7 separate regions of the Mus musculus genome follow, and all the other regions are linked to region 2. A link is a contact called in public Hi-C, capture Hi-C and promoter capture Hi-C data. All regions are on one chromosome and are shown on one strand. Each heading gives the region's core, a stretch centred on a gene start, on an enhancer-like site or on the middle of the called end of the contact. The rest is flanking DNA. Distances are from core to core; before and after follow the strand shown. Region 1 holds the start of Nemf (nuclear export mediator factor). Region 2 holds the start of 2700049A03Rik (RIKEN cDNA 2700049A03 gene). Region 3 holds the start of Rps29 (ribosomal protein S29). Region 4 holds the start of Klhdc2 (kelch domain containing 2). Region 5 holds the start of Rpl36al (ribosomal protein L36A-like). Region 6 holds the start of Ppm1a (protein phosphatase 1A, magnesium dependent, alpha isoform). Region 7 holds the start of Mnat1 (menage a trois 1).

Region 1 (2,700 bases), core at 92-2,591, 1.8 Mb after region 2:
AATAGATGTGGCTACTCAGTTTCAGAGTTCCAGCTGCTAAAACTGTGAACTTTGTACATTGTTTAACTGTTGGTATTTTGTTACAACAATAGAAACTAGATTAACACATTTGCCAACATTAAAGGTTTATGATCTATCTGGGCATGATAGTATGTACCTGCAATTCCAATACCAATGAGGCTGGAATCAGAGGGAGACTGAGGACAGCCTGGCTTATAGGGTGAGTTTAGACTAACCTTGACTATATAGCATGCCCTGTCTCAAAAGCAGAGTAATTACAAAAATCCTTATGTTTTTAGATATACAAATTTGACACTTTCCCTGCTTTCTTTTGCTTTTTTGGTCACCCATTCTAAGAACTTATAGCGATGTGAATGCTAATGACTTTAAACTTTTAAATACATGTTTCACTGATTTTAAAATTCCTCCAGTTTCTAAATGTGTTGGTAATTTCAGCACTCAAAAAGGCAGAGACAAGAAAATTCAGAGTTCTAAGGTGTCCTGGGCTACATAGAAAGACCCTGTATCAAAAATGACCATGACAACCACCCCCCCACACACACACACCTTCCACTGTCCAAAACTAGTAGATTTTTGTTCTTAGTTTTAGATTTGTTTATTACTAACATTAGAACTTTTAAAAAGAAAAATTTAGACGAATTAACTATCGTATATTTGAACCCTGAATAATTTATGTATGAATTGGTAGCATGCAGAACTTGAAGCAGTTTAGAGAACGCTGGGGTGTGGGAGGAGAACTTTTTCTCCTTCTCCCATGGGAACTCTTACTTTATTTTTATCTGACATCTTTACTTAGTGAATTTTTGAGTATTTGAGGTGCCAAGAATTTATGAAACTCGGGCTATATAGAACCCCACCCCATTCAACTTGAATGAGAATTCTACAGTATGCCGCAGAATCCTATTTCGGAGAGTAGTACCCAGCAAAATAGGAACCCATCTCTACGGCTTGTCAGAGTCAGGGAAAACCAACCGTTGGTTTTTGTCTAGTCTCAAATTCGCGTTTAGAAAGACCCCTTGCTCTTCCATCCTGAGCGATAGCGCCTTCCTGGGGCAACTGATTAATGGTTAATGACCTACAGGATCCTAATGGAGACCCATTTTAATCCCCAAACAAGGGGACGGGATTAACCCGGTCATTGTTCAAGGAAAGGACGCAGTTTCGAGAAGGTAGTTAGTTCTATGTCGAGTTTTTTTTACACAGTGAAAAAAATAATTGATCATGATTTGACAACAAACTTCGGTTAAATAGCGCACTTTCACTATAAGTAATATTGGGTCATTTGGGTTGCCGTAGACACAAGCCAAGCGCTCATGCGCAGAAGCATAGTGGTCCTGCGTCGGCTCAGTCCCTGAAAGGACTGCGGTAGCGACACGCAGCCTAGCCATGAAGAGCCGGTTCAGCACGGTTGACCTCCGCGCAGTGCTCGCGGAACTGAATGCGAGGTATGGTGGTGGGAGTGGACAGGCTCGTTCACAGCAGAGGGAGCGGAGGCCGGGCACCGGGTGGTCGCGAGACGGAGAGCCTCACGGTCGTCCCGGTGCCTCGGGGATTCTCTAGGCCTGGGGGCCGAGCCCGGGGCCGGTGCCCCCGGGAGACACCCCCCCCCCCCCCCCCCCCGGGGACCGTGCCTGATGCTGCATCTCCCTGGCGCTGATTCCGAGAGGTCTTGCCGGGGTGGCCTGAGTCCCGCAGCGAGCGTTTGGTAGAACGGGAGTGATCGTCTTTGCTCCAGACTGGCGGCCTGGCTTCTTCAGAATTCCCGTCCTTCTTCCCAAAGAGAAGTAGCAGGGCCTTCCAGCTGAAATGGGCAGATTTGGACCTGTGTCCTGGACTTGTCGCCTATTCAGCTGTGTGAGCTTTGTCGCATTTTCGGGGACTCGGCTACTTCCTCCGCTCCGAATAAGTCATTTAGACTTAATTTTACTGTATTTACACCCCCCACCCCACCCCAGCACTAGTAGTCTGGTGTTACTGAGATCAACAGGCCACTTTTGTGCTTAAAAGTCTACATTTAATTTGAGGATACCTTTATAGGCGGTGGAGGTATCTTAGCGGAAGAGTTCCTTTTCCACAACACCAATAAATGATGGAAAGTTTTGCTTCAACCAAGAACAATGATTTGTTATATGTTTCTTTTTTTTTCAGCTTGCTAGGAATGAGAGTAAACAACGTTTATGATGTGGATAACAAGACATATCTTATTCGGCTTCAAAAGTAAGAATATTTTATAAGATTGTTTTTGGTAAATTATGATATATATATATATATATATATCCTGCATTTTAGGTTTTGTTTTTTTAAATTCAGAGAATAAGTTTTGGCAAATTCCCTAAAGAAAAATTTGGCTTTCTCTTGAACAGACCTGATTTTAAAGCTACACTGTTACTTGAGTCTGGTATACGTATTCATACAACAGAATTTGAGTGGCCTAAGAACATGATGCCGTCGAGTTTTGCCATGAAGGTAAATTTTAAGTTTGGAGCTAATTTTTAAAACTCCATTTATCTATCTATTTATCATGTATGTATGTATGTGTGTGTGTGTGTGTGTCTGTGTAGGTGGAAACAACAAACAGGTACAACTTGGGGCTCTCAAGTGAATGTCAGAAGACAACCTGGGGGGGAGTCAGTTTTGCTGTGAGATGAGGGGTCAGGGGTAAGATCCAACTTAAATCCC
Region 2 (2,700 bases), core at 5-2,504:
AGAGAGAGAGAGAGAGAGAAAACGTAAACTGGGTGGGAAACTGAAACATTTGGAATCACATACCACATAACGTTCCATTAGAACTAGTCCTCGTTTCAACAGCAAGACGTTTATTTGCAGCCAGGGCTGGAGGAACACGGGGCAGCTCATCTTCCACCACAGCCAATTTATTCCCTTGGTTTGGAGAAACAATCTCTCGCAGTTTCCTCGCTGGCATTTTAAGCCTTTGCCCCCTTTCCAGGCTAAACTCAACGTTTTTCATCTGGTTAGTCACAAATCAAGTCCCGCCGTTCTTAACAGAGGGAATTCTAGCTTCTCAAAACTTAAGGACGCAGTTTCTCCTTGAGTACCAGGAAAAGAAGTAATGGTGGAAGTGAATTTGAAAAACACCTGAGTTCCAAAAATAATTATGAAGCAGTCATTAACTTAGAAAGTCTATAGGCAAAATATCCATAAAGCTGTAAATTTCGATTTTGACATTTAATCCAGGGCTAAATACGACAAAAACAAAAAACAAAACAAAACAAAAAGTCTTGATCCCACTGAGTCTGTTAATGCATCGAAGAAATAAATTTCAAAGGAATTATGCCAAGAGCAAAAGAGAAGCCACGGGAACCGTAATAAAAACGCACTCCTCCAAACCCAGAGCTGCAGCTGAAAACCCCAACAGACGTGGAGGCGGGGTTAGGATTTGTTAAGGAGACCCAGACGAGCAGGCAACGTTAAAATCGTGTTTTTTAAAACACCACCCTCATAAGAGCTTAGTAGATTTCTTTCTACGAGTCAGGACGCAATTTCGGACACCTCAACTTAGTCTTCAGAGTCTCCACAGAGTCCGGCACACACGCCGTCTTGATTTTGATAGAATAACAGCTTCGGTTGTTCGCGGGTCAATACCGTCTTCCCCGAAAACCCGCCCTTGAGCGTCAGCACGCATGCGCGCAAAGATCCAACCCCCCCCCCCCCGACCGGAACGGGAGTGCTCTGGTGCTCTTCCATTCGTGTCCGGGTGGAAACAAACTCCCAACATAAAAGACTGCCAGGAGATGTGACTTTTTTTTTTTAAAGGCAGAATATCGCCTTTATGTTTGGACACAGTACTAAGTATTCCTAGAGGAATGGCGAATTCTCGATTAGCCCATAAACACTTTTGTTTATCAAGGGTTATTTACACTGTAGGAACTGCAGACCGTTAGAAACCTAGTAGGTTAAGCATATTAGGCTTTCTAGAAATTTCGACAGATTCCGTTGCCGTGGAAAAGGAAGTGAAAAGTACAGAGAGCACTGACGAACAGATAATCACAAAAGTTAATTCTTAGATGATTTTTAGAATTTGCTTGGGCACTTGCTTTTCTTCCTACATTTTCCCACGTGGTAACGAATCTGCGTCTAAGGGTCTGAAGCCATGCTTGACATCACTGCCCCCACGTGTTCTCAGCTTTCCGCGGCGCGGCGCTCGCTCTGTACTGACCCTCCGAGCTCACACGCTACCTGCCCCGCAGCTCTTCAGCCCGGTCCCGGTGTCAGAGGCGAGATCCTGTGGCTAAGTATGGTCCCTTTCCTCTGCTTTCATAATCCCGGGTTCGCGGCCAGTGGGGTGACAGCCTTCACTCGGGAAAGGGAGCGGGCAGGTACCCCGGAGGGAGACGCCGCGTGCACGCGGGTCGTGGGGCTGCGCAACCGGCAGCGCGGCGCAGCGGGAGGCCAGCCGTGTCCCGGAGGCCTTGTCACCCCGAGGGTGGGGACCCTAGGCCCCGAGACACCGCCCACCCGGGACTGGATCGCTTGGGGGCACGCTTTGAGATTACAAGGTAGCCAGCCACTCGATGACCTTGAGCTGTCAGACAGGAGCCCCTTTACTGAAAATCTAGACTTCCTCGGCTCTTACCCTGTCTGCACACTATGCCTTATGTCATTAGGTACAAGGGCTCGCACCCTTCCCAGGTCTCATATTGGAGAACGCACTGCTTAGAGCTTTCCCATTACGCCTTGCTAGAAGCTTTTAAAATGTATTTTTTTAAAGTATAATAGATTAATCATTTTTCTACCTATTACATTTTCTCTTGTTGTAGATTTATCTGTTGGTTCATGATTTGTTGTATAAGTGTATTAAAAGACCGAATGGCAATGTCAGAGCTGCAAGAGACCTTAGGGATGAATTAACTTCTGTAATTTCTATATAAAAGTTAGATATGAAAAAAAATGACCTTTCCCCTCTAATTTCAAAACGCTGAGCAACTGCAACAGCAATCAGTAAAGTGACCTGAGTAAATAATTTGTAACGAATGTCAGACCTGGGACTCCACCCCCCAAGTAGCGTGGTTCTCATCTTCCTTGAGGCTAGACTTTGAATCGGGAAACAATAGGAATTCATTTTCAAGTGCTTTTAGCTATGATTAACACTGAGTTAATTAAGAGTTGCCTGTAATGCTGGGTGTAGTGGCAGCCTTTAGGCCTAGCTACAAAGAGCTCCAAGACAGCTGGGGCTACATAGAGAAACCCTGTCGAAAGAGATAGAGAGAGAGAGAAAGAAAGAGAGAAAGACAAAAAAAAAAAAAAAAAAACAACCTTGTCTGTTCATCCCACAACCTAACTAAACCTGCAAATAATCTAAAGGATCATGTGAAAAATAATAAGATAATAAAATAAAAAAATTTCTATTAAGTATTTGAACTCTCAAAATAAACACTGACTTATAGC
Region 3 (2,700 bases), core at 166-2,665, 2.0 Mb after region 2:
GTTGTCAAAGCAAGACAGAGAGATAGATCAACAACAACAACAGAACTGGAATTGAAAAGGTGAGGGAATCGCGGTGTGTGTGTTTGTTTATGTGTATATGTGTGTGTGTATTTGTATATGTGTATATGTGTGTGTGTGTTTGTGTAAAACACTAGATTTGAAGACTGACAACAGACATTAAATTATATCTGGTCTTTAAATCTGTGACTCTTTCATTATGAAATAATTGGGTAAGGATTGTCTACCAAAATTTTGAAGTAGCATACTTTAAAGTTTTTTTTAAAGTTTCTATTAAAAGTCTTCTACAAAAGGCTTTTTTTCTTAATTTTACTCTGCTACATTCTAGATTTAGTTAAAGCTTTTATTTCAGGGGGCAGGGCTTTGTGCAATTTTAGGTTTTATTTTTATTTTATATATTTTTTATTTTTTATAAATTTGTCTTTTGAAGTTTGTCGTTACTTGTTTTGCTATTAAATTATCTGATGAAAACAACTTTTATTTTATATTACTTTTCTTCATATTCATCCACTTAGCCTGCGTTTGGTGGCACAAGCAAGCCCATTATTAGAGGCTGAGACATTAGGATAGGGAGTGTGAGTCTATTATGGGCAAAATGAGAGTCTTGGGCCAGTCTTGTCTACACAAAAACAAATGAAAAGTAAATGTAGGCGATTATATTTAGGTATCAAGGGTGGTATACTCACATATACGTAAGACCCTATTTTCCATCCATGGAATGATGTGGATTTCTTTTTGGAGTATATGAGGTCAAAAGATTTAATAAGAGGCCCCTATCGTTGACTCTTACTCATTACACTTGATTTAAGTTGTCATATAATTTCACGCCAGTAGGTGTCAGTAGTGAGTAAAGGAAAAAAAAAATCACGTTTGTAAGCGAACGTTTGTGTTAAGACAATGTAAAAAATTAAGGTTGAAATGTATTATATGAGAAAAGGGTGAATTAAAAAGAAAGTGAGAATAATGTTAATATTATTAAGTGTCCAAAAAGAGACGGGGTCTCGCTATGTTGCCCAGGCTGGAGTGCAGTGGCTATTCACAGGCGCGATCCCACTACTGATCAGCACGGGAGTTTTGACCTGCTCCGTTTCCGACCTGGGCCGGTTCACCCCTCCTTAGGCAACCTGGTGGTCCCCCGCTCCCGGGAGGTCACCATATTGATGCCGAACTTAGTGCGGACACCCGATCGGCATAGCGCACTACAGCCCAGAACTCCTGGACTCAAGCGATCCTCCTGTCTCAGCCTCCCGAGTAGCTGGGACTACAGGCGTGCGCCACCGCGCCCGGCGAGCGCTGAGAGCGACGGGGAGATACTAGAGCTGCGGCGGGCCGTGACGTCACTCACTGTGCCCGCCCAGCCAGCCTTAGAAATGTCACTCAGAGCACGCGGACCAATGTTGTCGCACGGCGTACGCGTCACGTCTTAGCGTTGTATTCTGGGTAGCGTGTAGCTCCAAAAAACTTTGAAGAGCGCCTGCGCGAGCCGACTCGTTCCTTTCTCCTCGTTGGGCGTCTGAAGGCAAGATGGGTCACCAGCAGCTCTACTGGAGTCACCCACGGAAGTTCGGCCAGGGTTCCCGCTCTTGGTGAGGAGCGGGTTGTGGAGACCGCGGTTAGAGGGAAGGGCCATTGTTGGTGACTGGGTGTCGGAAATTCAAGGCCCGCGGGCGGCGCGCAGGGCGTTCGGTGCTGCCGTCGCCATTACGGGCTTAGCTAGGCCGGGCCGGGCGGGCCCTGCTGCGGGTGGTGGGGAAGCTGAGGAGTGCTGTACCTTACTGTGGCGGCTCCATTAAGGCCATCTCCTTGTCCTTCCTCCTCCCAGCCGCGTCTGCTCCAACCGCCACGGTCTGATCCGCAAATACGGGCTGAACATGTGCCGCCAGTGCTTCCGGCAGTACGCGAAGGACATAGGCTTCATTAAGGTACGCGCGGTTGGTCGCTGCCGTCCACGATGCACACAGCGGAGGGTTTTAAGAGTTCCAGAAGGGAAGGGTGAAGGGTTTAATGCCTGGTCAGATTTAGGTGTCAGGTGGGTAGGAGGTGGTGCAGTTTCTACATAGTAACTGAATATTCCTAACCCAATACGTGTCTTAAATTTCTGGCCCAGGATGTTTGATCATACTGGGAAGAGCTCTAGACTTCACACACCGAAACCTAAGTGAATCTAGTGAACACACTGCTATGTTTTAGCCAGGGTTTTGGCTTTTTATTTGTTCTAAGGTTGATGTCTCAAAAGTCTCCTTTTTTGGTCAAAACCACTGTATATATATTTCATCTGCTTTTTATTTGTACCAATTTTTTTAAAAAGTATTTTAACCGGGTTTCTCCGTAGCCCTGGCTGTCCTGGAACACAGATTCTCTGCTGGGATTAAAGGTGTGCATCACACCCAGCTGCGGGACCAGTTTTAAATAAACTTGTGTTTAATGGGCCTGCATGGTATTTGACACTGCTGAGGTGCAGCAGAGAGTTTTAAGCTCAGACTTACATTATTGATGAAATAGTTACTGTAAGCCTAGCCTTACAGTTTAGAGACTTGAATGACTCAAGTGTGTCAGGATCGGTCCCTCCTCCGTCTGGTCTAGGTTTTTTCGGGTTAAGATGAACTGCAGAAACGGGCTATTTAGTAACTCCGGAGTACATGACATGGTTAATGTAATTTTGTGTGGTCTTGTATCGGGGAA
Region 4 (2,700 bases), core at 179-2,678, 1.8 Mb after region 2:
CAGGGACAACAGAATGCATTAATTCACGCTGGCAAAATAACTAATGGTTAAACCGACAAGGTATGGGACAGTTGTCTCAAAATGGCCACCTATGATCAGGTCGTCAGTACTATAAGCTATTAGAGTCCTTAAGCAAACCACAGGCGCAGAGAACTGGACTTCCCAAGGGGGGTGGGGGGGCGTCATTTTAACACTAAAATAGTTTTAGGTCAAATGGCTCAAATGAGTGTGCACCACATGAAATCCAAGAACTAGAGTGAGTGTATCATGGAATTCTAAAACCAGTACAGAAGAACCAGTGAGCAGCGGTTTAAGGAGGTAACTGAGCAGTATTCCCCAGCTCGCGGTATAAAACAATGCAAATGACTAAAAAGATACTTGGTCACAAAGTCCAAAGGCCTGCACTCCAATTACATACGCTGCTGGGGATTCACTGGCTATTTTTTCCTTTAAAATCCGCAGTAAGGCCTACTGAGGAGCAATCCTTTCTCAGCTGAGACCAGTTAAGAAAAATGGCCCTGCGTTCAAACAATAGATAGGTGGGGGCATCTGCACAGGTGTTGATGACACCGTTACACCTTCGGGGAGGTTGAGCAAGCGATTCCTGTGGCCTTGGTTCACACAGTGACAATATTGTTGAATATAGTGTCTGTCGGCTAAATGGCCCCAGCTCCGGGCGACCGGGCCCAAAGGTATATGAGTGATTCTCACACACCCTCGCCCCCACCCTTTTCCGTACCTCGGGCCACAGTCACCCGCTACGCGACCCACAATAACAGAACCTCGCTCCGCTCACTCCAAAGACAATGCGTAGGGGGTGCGTGGGATAGGCTGACTCATAAGTTCAAGAGAGCGGTGACAATAGCCCAGGATCCCCGAATCCACCAGGGCAGGGCGGGAAGATGCTCTCCTGAATGAGCAAGAGCCGCGGCGGCGATCGTGCCCACTCCGCCCTACTGACCTTGTAGCCGCCCCAGACGAACATGTGGCGCCCATCGCTGACAGCGACGTGGCCGCTGCGTTCAGCCGGGCAGGCCAGCTCCATGGCCTCGTAGTTCTCGAAGGCCGGGCCCGGCAGATCCTCCGCTCGAGCATCCTCGTTGCCATCAGCCATCTTGAGGCTGCACCGCTGGCCACCGAGACCGCTCCGGCCCCGCAGACGGGAGACAAAGGAAAGCGGAGCGGTGGACCGCGGCGCGCAGCCAGCGCTGACGACCCGCCTGTCCTGCGCTACGCCTCCGCCTCCGGGACGAGCGCTGGGGCGCGCGCCGACAGCGGCTGCGGGTCTCGCGGGGACCGCGCCGCGGCCGGGTCCTGGCTCAGAGCGGGAGAGCGGCCGACGGGGCTCGCACTCGCAGCCCGCCCCGCCTCCGGCCGCCGGGGCCTTGTTTATGCCGCCGCCGGAAGTCGTCCGCAGCGGACACTGTCCCCACGCTCCGGAAGCGCTCTCGCCCCCTGCGCTGCTGAGCCTCCCGTCGTCCGGTCCCACCGCAGTGCTGTCCTACTGCTGTGTAGTCCTCCCAGTCGGGCCCTTGGGCATCTGAGTCCTCCCAACATCCGTCCTCCCGCCTCAGGGTGCTCTGGCCTGGATAGTTCCTAAACCATAACAACCCACCCTTGGGGAAAGAATGCGAATCCCAGACTCACAATCTGGGCTTCTAAGAGGCCAAATGAAAATTACGAATTATTTAAACCCAATTCCTCGCCCATAAAATAAGGCTGGTCTGGAAAACACTTCAGGCTCCTCATTTAAATGGTGGCTCTCCGTGCTGCTCATCTTGTCTTTTTTTTTTTTCTTTCTCCCTCTCTTCGTTTTGGGACTGCTAAATATATACTGAGCAAAATACACACTTAACAAAAACGACCAAAAAAAGCTTTTCTCTTTGAAACTCTCACCAGTTGCTGGAGATGTACTTGCTGAAACACAAGAGTTAAGGGTCTGGGGTTTGAGATTAAAGCGCTGGGATAAAAGGTGTGCTCCACCAGGCAGATTCTGTTTCTTGACCAGATTCATCCAGGTCTCCCTGGGGCAATTTTGCCATGCAAGAGATGTCCAGTGCCCTTGGTGCTGTGCTGAGGGGGGCCTTCCTCACTGCCATTGCAAGAGACAGTCAGAGAGAGAAATGGCCTTCCTGCTGCTGCCCAGGGTGTATACTGTCAAAAAGAGATTGGCAGCGTTTCCACCAGCCACTTCGTGCTGGATGACACTGGAGAAGAAAATCTAGCATCAGTTTCATGTTTGGCGGGTAGAAGACATCTCTCACTGTTGGCCACAACCTCTCACACTGCAAATCTGCTGTAATGTGAATGACCAATTTGCACTAAGCTGAGGTTTGTGGTGAGCAACTGATCGTCCAACAGTGGAAATCACCTTGCCCTAGGGGTCAGGAGCATGCAAGTGGATATTCCTCCACAGATCAGCCTTATTCCAGATGAGCTGCACTTGGACACATTTTACTGCCTCGTGATTATTGTTTGCAAGAAAAATTTGATGGTGTTGTGGGGATAGCCACTAGAGAGGACAGCTCAGACATGAACTTAAGGCAATAGAAAGTCTTTATTAGTTTGGGATCCCAGTGTAGCAACGAGCCTTTCTCAGAGTGAGCTTTTAAGCACAAAACCCATGTTCTGGACGGATACACTTCAGTTAACAAGAACAGTTAGCATCCCAGAGAATCTTGCCACAGAAGCCAGATGAAG
Region 5 (2,700 bases), core at 29-2,528, 2.0 Mb after region 2:
ACCACCAATGGTGTTTGGTTTGTGAGAACTTGGCCTCTCTGTAATGGCCGAAGGAGTCAGGGTATTCGGCATTGATGCACCCCAACTTCAGAGCTGCATTCTTCTTTAGGTCTCTGGGGCAATCTCTAGGGTCACTACCCGGAAACTCATTCGGGTACAGCTGAATGCTGAACGGAAAGAACACTTGCAGAACCGGGCAGAAATCCACCCTGGAGATCAGACTGTTGATCTCTGCGGACCAGAAGTCATGGCTAAAGATGACTAGGACTTCCTGAATACCCTGGGCTTTGCGAAGCGAGTCTATCAGCAACCTGAGGTATTCCGGCCTGTTATGCACCTGGACCACCAGCACCAGCTCCCCGGGGCTCCAGGTGCCGTCATTACCGACGTTCCTCAGCATCTGATCGAAGTTCAACTGGTACACCAGGGACCGGTACCGCAGCGTTAGGTTGTCCACCTCCGGCCGCGGGACCGCGGGAACCAGAGGAGCGGCCGATTCGTTTGAGACCCTGCGGATGCCTACGGACACAGCAAGGTGGCCCGCACCCCGTACGGGCTCCGCGTCCAGCAGCGGCGGGCCAAGGGCGTCGCTCTTCCTTTGTCGCCCATTGCTACTCCAGAGGACGAAGCCGCAGGCGGCCACCACGAGCGTCAGGATTAGCACCTTCCGTTTGTAGATGCGGAACCTCATGGTCTCCAGGGCCCGGAGCGCGGGCGCGGAAAAGAAGCTGGCGGCCTCTGCACGGAAGGGGCGGGCGGGCGGCGCCGTCGCCTTGGCCTGCAGCCCTAGGAACTGGCCCCCGCGGCGGCCCTCGCTAACTCATCCCGGGCTCCGGCGTCCTGGGGCCCGAAGGCTCTCAACTGCCTCGCGCCGCCCGGGCTCCGCGCATCCTCTCTGGCAGTTGCAGCTCCGGCAGCCGCCCCGCCGCTACGAGCCGCGGCTCAACGTCGCCTCGGTCCTCTCCATTCAGCACCCGGGGGTCCCGGAAGAAGCCCCGCCGCGGTCGCCGACACCGTGATTCCTTTACCTGCGCTGCCCGTGGCTCTGCGTCCTCTGCGCGCTCATCCTTGCTCGCACGGCGGAACGGCGACACCGAACGCCGCAGCCTCGCCCCGCTCCGGCAGCGACCGCTCTGACAAGCCGCGACTGGCCTGCGAGCGCCCGGGCCCTCCGGCCCACACCCTCCGCCCCGCCCCGCCCCGCCGGGCGCTGATTGGCGCTTCTCAGAAGCCTCCGGAGGAGGCCGCTGCTTATTGGTTCGCATTCCCGTCGCTCAGGTTCAGTTCCGACTTCCGCTCTGTTCGTCCCTTTCCTGTTCGGCGCGTGCGGTTGAGTCGGGGATCGCGGCGGCCGGTCTCTCGGTAAGTCTGGAGCAGAGCGGTAGCTGCTTCCTTGGGGACCGCGGTCGCCTGGAAGCCGGAGCCGACCTAGCTCTTTGAGGCGTCGGAAAGGGGCAGGTGCTGCCCGCCGCGGCTTGAGGTCAGCCCGCGGCTCTCTCGGAAGAGACCGCTCCAGCATGGCGGCTCCCGGGCGGCGAGGCGTGCTGGCTGCTAACGACACGTCAGCCTTCGGGCCCGCTGGAGAGTGACGGTGCTTTAGAGGGGGTGAAGCCAAAACAGACTGACGTGGCTGGGGGGAAGGAACGAGCCCGGTTGTTGCAGAAACGACTATATTTCGTTGTAAGCCATTCGTAGCTAGAAAACGGAGGGAATTGCTGTGGGGTAGTCCGAGCAAAACTTCTCTACCCGGACGCCACTGCGTTGTCCTTGCAGTGAGACCTAAGAAATTGGACGCTGGTTTGGGGAGAACTGTAATGGCCACTCCAAGTGTCAGTTCCTTTGGACGCTAAGGCAGACCTCAACTAGCAATCCTCTGCCTCAGCCTCCCAGGACACACTCCATCAGGTCTGAGTTTTTAACTGTTAATGCCTCGTTTTAGTTTAAAAAAACAAAAAACAGTTTTTCTATAGGCTTGAAGTGGTAAGGATTGAACCCCGGTGTTTAAGCCAGTGCTCATCCACTCAGCTGCGTGTTGGCCTTTTATTCACGTGGGAAATGAGTACTTGGTGGGTTCACAAATTTTCGAACATTACTGTTTTTTTTTTATATGTTCCTACAAATTATACCTGTTTAAAACTTTCGAGTTTGAAGATCTTTAATGTCTGAAACTTTCTTACAGTTCTCATCGCAGACACTTCTACTGCAAACATGGTCAACGTACCAAAAACCCGAAGGACTTTCTGTAAGAAATGTGGCAAGCATCAGCCTCACAAAGTGACCCAGTATAAGAAGGGCAAGGATTCCCTGTATGCCCAAGGAAAGCGGCGCTACGATCGCAAGCAGAGTGGCTACGGTGGGCAGACAAAGCCAATCTTTCGAAAGAAGGCCAAAACCACAAAGAAGATTGTGCTCAGGCTTGAGTGTGTTGAGCCCAACTGCAGATCCAAGAGGATGCTGGCCATTAAGAGATGCAAGCATTTTGAACTGGGAGGCGACAAGAAGAGGAAGGGCCAAGTGATCCAGTTCTAAAACTTGTGTTCTCTGAGAGGAAAATACTGAAGCAGTAGAGAAATGACCTGCTAGAGAATAAAGTTACTGTTAATGATACCAAGCCTTGTGTTTTGATTCTCAGTAGGATTGCATATTTAGGGGGTTTTGTTTTCAAACATAATTTGAGTCTGGGTCTACCTCTGCCTCCTA
Region 6 (2,700 bases), core at 9-2,508, 1.6 Mb before region 2:
ACTACTCATTTTCGTAACGTCAAAATCATTTATTCTTCTCAAACAATGCCAATCTCCTTATACTCTAACCGCGCGGTTAAAAATATACCAGGAGCATTATTCCAACTATCAGGAAACTTGGGGTGGGGGCGGCATCGTAGATTGCTTAGACTCTGACCTTTGTGGATTTCTAAGTATCGTGTAGTGTTTGAGAAAAGAGAAAAACACTTTGGATGATGAAATTTGCAAAAGATCTAAAACTCCAGTTGGCAGAAGGCTCTCCACAGCCAGCTGTCTTTCAAGAAGGGGATCCGAGTGTGTTTACAACCTACAAGCAGAAGGGAGCCAAGCCTAAACTAAACTCTAACATAAAGAACTTTCCTCCAATATATCAGGCCAAAATGATGCAAAACCTGTAGTTTACTTCAATGGGTTTGCTCCAAGCCGGAATAATGAATGAAATGGAGGCATCACTACTGAGTTGGGGGCCTCACTTTCAACCCAGCGGGTGAGTCTCCAAATCCAGTGAACTCACGGGCTGATCTGCTTCAAGGGGAGACCCCGCTGCAGGCTCCCCGAAAGTTCCGCGGCCGCCAGTGTCCGCCCCGCCCGGCCGAGGGTCGCGCCCCCTCCCAGCCGCCGCACACACCCCGCCTCCGCCCCCGCCGCGTGTTAACCCCTCGCCACCCGGCGCGGGCTCGGGGAGGAGGCCGCCCAGGGGGTGGAGTTGTCGCGTCTCCTCCCGGGATCGCCCGGGCAGACGCCCGGCTTGTTTACAGGCCCCAGGCCTGGCCGCCGCCGCACAGGCCCTCCGCCCGCCCGCCCTCGCCCTCTTCCTCGCCCTCGCGCCGCGCTTACCCGGAGCAGCCGCGGGCGGGCGGGTCCCTCGGTCGGCCGGGGCGGCGGTGGCGACGGCGGCCGGGCACGGGGTCCCGCGACGGCGGCCGGGCCCGGGCGGAGGAGGGGAGGAGCCGGGCTGGGTCCGGGCCCCCGGCTCTCGGAGCCCTCGCGGCTCAGATCATCCGGGCGTCGGAGCGGGAGGCAGAGAGCGGGGCCCGCGGGAGGCGGAGGAGGCGCCGAGGACTCATCGCTTTCCGCCCCACCTGCCTGGGCCCCCCTCCCCCCGCCCCAGCCACCCGATCCCGAGCTGCGGACCCGGCCGGCGCGGAGACCACGGCGTTCTAGCTCCTGCGCGCGCTCCCGCCCCTAGCGCCGCCACCGCCGCCGCCTCTAGCGCGGCCCCGCGCACGCGCGCTCTCGACACCGCTGCCCCTCGCCCGGCCCCGCCCCGCCCCGCGCCGCCGTTTCCCCCACCCCCGGCCCTGCAGCTGCGGCGCGGCCCATGGGCTGGAGAGACCCGGATGTGGGAGGGCCGGAACTGCGGCTTGGGCGGGGGAGGGGCGGCGGTGACGTCACTGCCCTGCGCTGCTCCTCAGGTCGCTGCCGCGGGCCGATCCCTAGGGAGCGTGGACGTCCTGGGTGCGAGCCAGGCGCGCGGCCTTCGCGCTAGGGCGCAGAGGGCCTCTCCAAACCCGGCTGTCGTCGTCGTCCGCACCCGACTCTTACACCTGCCTACGGACGCCGGTCTCCAGGTGCAGTCTCGGTTAGCGCCCGGCACAGGGGACTCAGCCTGCCCCTTCGACCCCACGAGGCGCACACGAGTGCCGCGGCCATACCGCAGACGTGCGTGTGCAAACCGTTCACGCCTTGGGACACGTGCCTAGCTAGAGCTTCTCGCGGGTTGTCCCCGAGTCCCTGCAGGGATTCCGAATTGTATTTATGTGCACGTTACGGGGTCACGTGATTCGGGCTCAACGGGCACCTCCAAAGACCTCCAGTGGGGCTAATGGAACCGAGGGTTTTTCAAAATCTAGAGGATAATCAGAAACGTGACAGCTGCTTTCACGGAGAGCTAGAGATGAGCAAAAGGTAACTGCACGTGCAGGCGGCCAAAATCCAGTTTAGCTAGCTCGACCACAGAAAACCCGACCCACGCTGCTTGCCGACGCCGGGATAGAATGACAAACCCTAGGCAGCCAATGAATCAGAGCTGGAAAGCAGTACATCACCAGTATGAGTTCCCATTGGTTGGGTGTGCCTTCCCAGCTTTTCAGTCACCAGCTTAACCCTTACAACCAAATTCGCAGGAATAGAAGTTTAAGAGAGATTCTGATATAATACAAAGAAAAAGCATATATTCCGCTGAAATAGGCTAATGCTTTAAAAAAAAAAATACTAAAACTATTAGCCAAATTGAGTTCAGACCAGTAACAAGATTAATTTCAGTAAGGCCTTCCCCTTTTCTCTGGTGCTTACTGCAGTTTGCCACCCCGCTACTTCGTGTCTCTTATAAACCACTCCATTGTCTTGACTCTTAGATCAAATACAACCTGCTTTTGCCGGCTGTCATCCCGCAAACTATTTCTCTATTTTGGATGTTGTGGTAACCATTTCTGATATTTTCACCACGACTTATGGAAGATGATTCCCTTTTCTTCACTTTTACACCTGACATCAATGGCAGGACCACATGTGAGACTGCCAATTCCCAGCAGACACTATCTTCACTGACCCTCCAAATCACTCAGTATTTTGGGAATACGATGAATTTGTAGCACCTCCAGGTATATAAAGTAAAAATAAAATTCACTATACAGTTCTTAATTCTTTTCTATACAAGTGCAGAAATAAATGAAATTAGGTGCGAAATCTTTTAATGAA
Region 7 (2,700 bases), core at 182-2,681, 2.0 Mb before region 2:
CTGGACTAACACTTGATGCCCAGTCTTAACAAGCACCTAATTATATACCAGCAGTATTCCCTCATTGCCACAGTTCATGCATTCCAGTTGACTGCCTTTTCTGGATTTTTAATCTTAAACCATCCAGACACAGTTACGCTGTCTAAAGCAAAATAAAAGTTAATTAGGAAAAGAGACCCTGTCGTGGAAAAAAAAAAAAAAGAAAGACCAATTAAGGAAATTAATAATCACATTATGACAATTATATATATAGCTCATTGTGCAAATTTCTGCCTGAAGACCTTGTCTACCACATTGTACTTTACCTTTTCCTTCCGGAGGAAGACTGAGCCTATAGGAATATTGTGCTCACAACTTTATAGTACCTTTAGTCTCAGACTATCTTTTACTTAAACCACTTCTCCATAAAAAACTGACAAACACTTTAACCAAAACTCTGCATTTATTCTTCAAAACATTTATACAAAAAAATCACTCGCCATCCTTTCACCACTGAGCAACCAAAATACACTTACTTCCCAGAGCCACTTCCTGGGATCCATACTCCTACGACCCACAATCCTGAGAAATCTCAGGATCATTTCCGGTGAGGAAGAAACTATACCTGCATAAACTTATCAAGAGATGGCTCACGGTAAGACTCTACAGTGCCTGGAACAAAATGAGCACGCAATAAAAGCCAACCATTATCTAGCTACAAAGTAACTGCCTTAAGTCTGTATTTTCTTCCTTTACATGATTTAAGTCTAACATAACTCATCAGGACACGTATACATACACAGAAGGCTTTCCAACTAGTTCACTCGATCAACAGCAACAGTATACACCCAAAGTAAGTTTTCAGTTCTCTTTTCAATTAAAAAAAAAAAACATTTATTAAGAAATTAAAGATTCTAATCCCTCACGCTTTCAGCCAGACATCTGTCTGGAGTCTAGCTAACAACACATAGCTGGAAAAATTCGAGATTTTCACTGGCTGGAAAGGTGGATGAGGGTCAACCTGCCAAACTTCTGCTTGCCACAATCAAAACTCCAGTTTCAAAGTAGGCCAGAAAAGATAGGGGCGAGCGGCTACGAACCTTTTAAAGGATCGACGCTCCCTTTTTGCATCCCCCTCCCCCACTGTTTAGACGAACCACACCCTTTATTACCCCCCAGCGGCCTCCTGGCATCTCCCAGGGCTGTCCTCCCACCCCAGGAATCCACGGTCGCCAGACTCACAGAGTGTGTCCGCACACGTTCACCATCAGCTTCAAAGAAGGGTTCCGGTACTTGGTGGTCTTACACCTGGGGCAGCCCTGGTCGTCCATGGCGTCTCTTCGGCTTTGGATTTTTTTTTTTCCTCCACACGGATTTCAGCCACTGCCACCTACAAGAACCCCCAGACCAGATGTCAACTAAGCTGCTACCAACAGGCACTTGGCCGGAATGGTCCTTCGCGAAAGAGCACCGGCTGGAAGCCAGGCGCTGCAAAACAAACGTTCCGGGAGCGAGTTCTCCGTTCCAGCCGCTACAGTTCCAACCTAACCTTAGGTGAATCAGTTCAGTATCTTGGGATGGGAGAACGGATGCTTTTAAATTACACACCTCTTGCCTAATTACATTTTACAAGGAACCATATCATATCAAAAAGATAAATTCTTGTTTCGTTTGGAAACATCCACATGATTTCAAAGATTTATGCTGGTATGAAGTCAATAACACAAACTAGTAGTCTCTTTTAGAAAATTGGACAGTCTGTACTGTAGATGTCTTCATAGTTGTGTAATCAGAACATAATTTGATTCACATATATGAAGATTAGAATAATGCTAAGTGTAGTGGCTCACACCTATAATACCAGCACTAGGAAGGCTGAAGCAGGAACCAGCCATGAGTTGGATCTAGGCTCCATACTGAATTCTGTACAGCCTGGGCTACCTAAGGAGACACTGTCTCCAAAATAAATAAATATATAACAAAAAAAAATAAAAACAAAATAAAAAACAAGATAAATTGTTTACATTCATAAAAATTATCTAAATGCAATTCTTTGTACAAATTCTTACTAAATGTCAGAATACTTCTATAAATAATATCTAGTACCTGTTCCTACACAAAGGCCTTCCCCTCAAGACTGCCAGGCAAGCTGAATTGTACAACCTAACTCTCATATGTCTTGCCCCCAATAAAAGACCTCATTTATTTTCCAAAATGTTAAATAAAAGGTTATTTTATAAAGCAATTCGAGCAGGGCAGTGGTGGCATACACCTTTAATCTCAGTATTCAAGAGGCAGGAACAGGTGGATCGCTGAGTTCCAGCCAGTCTGGTCTGCAGAGCAAGTCCCAGGACAGCCAGGGCTACACTCAGAGAAACCCTGTCTCCAAAAACAAATTTAAAAAAAGAAAGAAAGAAAGAAAGAAAGAAAGAAAGAAAGAGAGAGAGAGAAAGGAGAGAGAGAGAGAAAGAAAGAAAGAGAGAGAGAGAAAGGAGAGAGAGAGAGAAAGAAAGAAAGAGAGAGAGAGAAAGGAGAGAGAGAGAGAGAAAGAAAGAAAGAAAGAAAGAAAGAAAGAAAGAAAGAAAGAAAGAAAGAGAGAGAGAAAAAGGCACACAACTTTATTTCAGCAATCCCAAAACTCTGAGGACCTGATTCTCTCTGGGAATTGTAAGCCACATTTATTGTATTAACAAGAATACAGAAGTCTTTTTTGTTTATTTT

The links. Promoter capture Hi-C pulls out the DNA fragments that hold promoters and counts their contacts. A called contact is a pair of places that touch in the nucleus more often than the background predicts. Capture Hi-C pulls out chosen DNA fragments and counts their contacts.
Region 1: a Hi-C map of CD4 T cells shows a contact between it and region 2, with 6 times the contacts expected there. The contact joins the promoter of Nemf here to the promoter of 2700049A03Rik in region 2. A contact is called at or near these places in 3 of 39 promoter capture datasets (liver, neutrophils and pre-B cells), 1 of 484 Hi-C or Micro-C datasets (CD4 T cells) and 3 of 115 datasets of contacts at active chromatin or transcription factors (embryonic stem cells, large pre-B cells and thymic regulatory T cells).
Region 3: a promoter capture Hi-C map of liver shows a contact between it and region 2, with 5 times the contacts expected there. The contact joins the promoter of Rps29 here to the promoter of 2700049A03Rik in region 2. A contact is called at or near these places in 3 of 39 promoter capture datasets (hematopoietic stem and progenitor cells, neutrophils and pre-B cells), 2 of 484 Hi-C or Micro-C datasets (B cells and CD4 T cells), 3 of 115 datasets of contacts at active chromatin or transcription factors (large pre-B cells, regulatory T cell precursor and thymic regulatory T cells) and 3 of 9 other capture datasets (adipose tissue, liver and macrophages).
Region 4: a contact with region 2 is called in a Hi-C map of uterus, with 4 times the contacts expected there. The contact joins the promoter of Klhdc2 here to the promoter of 2700049A03Rik in region 2. A contact is called at or near these places in 6 of 39 promoter capture datasets (the C10 cell line, erythroid cells, hippocampal neurons and 3 more), 1 of 484 Hi-C or Micro-C datasets (uterus), 1 of 115 datasets of contacts at active chromatin or transcription factors (astrocytes) and 2 of 9 other capture datasets (adipose tissue and liver).
Region 5: a contact with region 2 is called in a promoter capture Hi-C map of pre-B cells, with 10 times the contacts expected there. The contact joins the promoter of Rpl36al here to the promoter of 2700049A03Rik in region 2. A contact is called at or near these places in 4 of 39 promoter capture datasets (the C10 cell line, hematopoietic stem and progenitor cells, liver and 1 more), 1 of 484 Hi-C or Micro-C datasets (CD8 T cells), 5 of 115 datasets of contacts at active chromatin or transcription factors (large pre-B cells, microglia, pancreatic cancer cells and 2 more) and 2 of 9 other capture datasets (adipose tissue and liver).
Region 6: a contact with region 2 is called in a capture Hi-C map of macrophages, with 8 times the contacts expected there. The contact joins the promoter of Ppm1a here to the promoter of 2700049A03Rik in region 2. A contact is called at or near these places in 3 of 39 promoter capture datasets (liver and pre-B cells), 3 of 115 datasets of contacts at active chromatin or transcription factors (the 230-238 cell line, large pre-B cells and pancreatic cancer cells) and 1 of 9 other capture datasets (macrophages).
Region 7: a Hi-C map of B cells shows a contact between it and region 2, with 8 read pairs. The contact joins the promoter of Mnat1 here to the promoter of 2700049A03Rik in region 2. A contact is called at or near these places in 1 of 39 promoter capture datasets (cranial neural crest) and 1 of 484 Hi-C or Micro-C datasets (B cells).

What each region holds. Positions count from the first base shown.
Region 1 is chr12:69,355,817-69,358,516 of GRCm38.p6, reverse strand. It overlaps Nemf (nuclear export mediator factor), which reads left to right and starts at 1,341. Exons shown (of 33, transcript NM_025441.3): 1 at 1,341-1,466; 2 at 2,170-2,238; 3 at 2,385-2,487. The coding sequence starts at 1,408.
Region 2 is chr12:71,135,402-71,138,101 of GRCm38.p6, reverse strand. 2700049A03Rik (RIKEN cDNA 2700049A03 gene) reads right to left here and starts at 1,254. Exons shown (of 30, transcript NM_001163378.1): 1 at 64-1,254. The coding sequence starts at 262. It overlaps Timm9 (translocase of inner mitochondrial membrane 9), which reads left to right and starts at 1,427. Exons shown (of 5, transcript NM_001286203.2): 1 at 1,427-1,547.
Region 3 is chr12:69,157,901-69,160,600 of GRCm38.p6, reverse strand. Rps29 (ribosomal protein S29) reads left to right here and starts at 1,415. Exons shown (of 3, transcript NM_009093.2): 1 at 1,415-1,604; 2 at 1,841-1,940. The coding sequence starts at 1,543. It also overlaps Rn7s1.
Region 4 is chr12:69,295,409-69,298,108 of GRCm38.p6, reverse strand. Klhdc2 (kelch domain containing 2) reads right to left here and starts at 1,428. Exons shown (of 13, transcript NM_027117.3): 1 at 962-1,428. The coding sequence starts at 1,114.
Region 5 is chr12:69,182,645-69,185,344 of GRCm38.p6, reverse strand. It overlaps Rpl36al (ribosomal protein L36A-like), which reads left to right and starts at 1,278. Exons shown (of 2, transcript NM_025589.4): 1 at 1,278-1,362; 2 at 2,180-2,611. The coding sequence starts at 2,209. The coding sequence ends at 2,529. It overlaps Mgat2 (mannoside acetylglucosaminyltransferase 2), which reads right to left and starts at 1,187. Exons shown (of 1, transcript NM_146035.2): 1 at 1-1,187. The coding sequence starts at 691.
Region 6 is chr12:72,759,769-72,762,468 of GRCm38.p6, reverse strand. Ppm1a (protein phosphatase 1A, magnesium dependent, alpha isoform) reads right to left here and starts at 1,258. Exons shown (of 6, transcript NM_008910.3): 1 at 838-1,258.
Region 7 is chr12:73,122,448-73,125,147 of GRCm38.p6, reverse strand. Mnat1 (menage a trois 1) reads right to left here and starts at 1,431. Exons shown (of 8, transcript NM_008612.2): 1 at 1,222-1,431. The coding sequence starts at 1,310.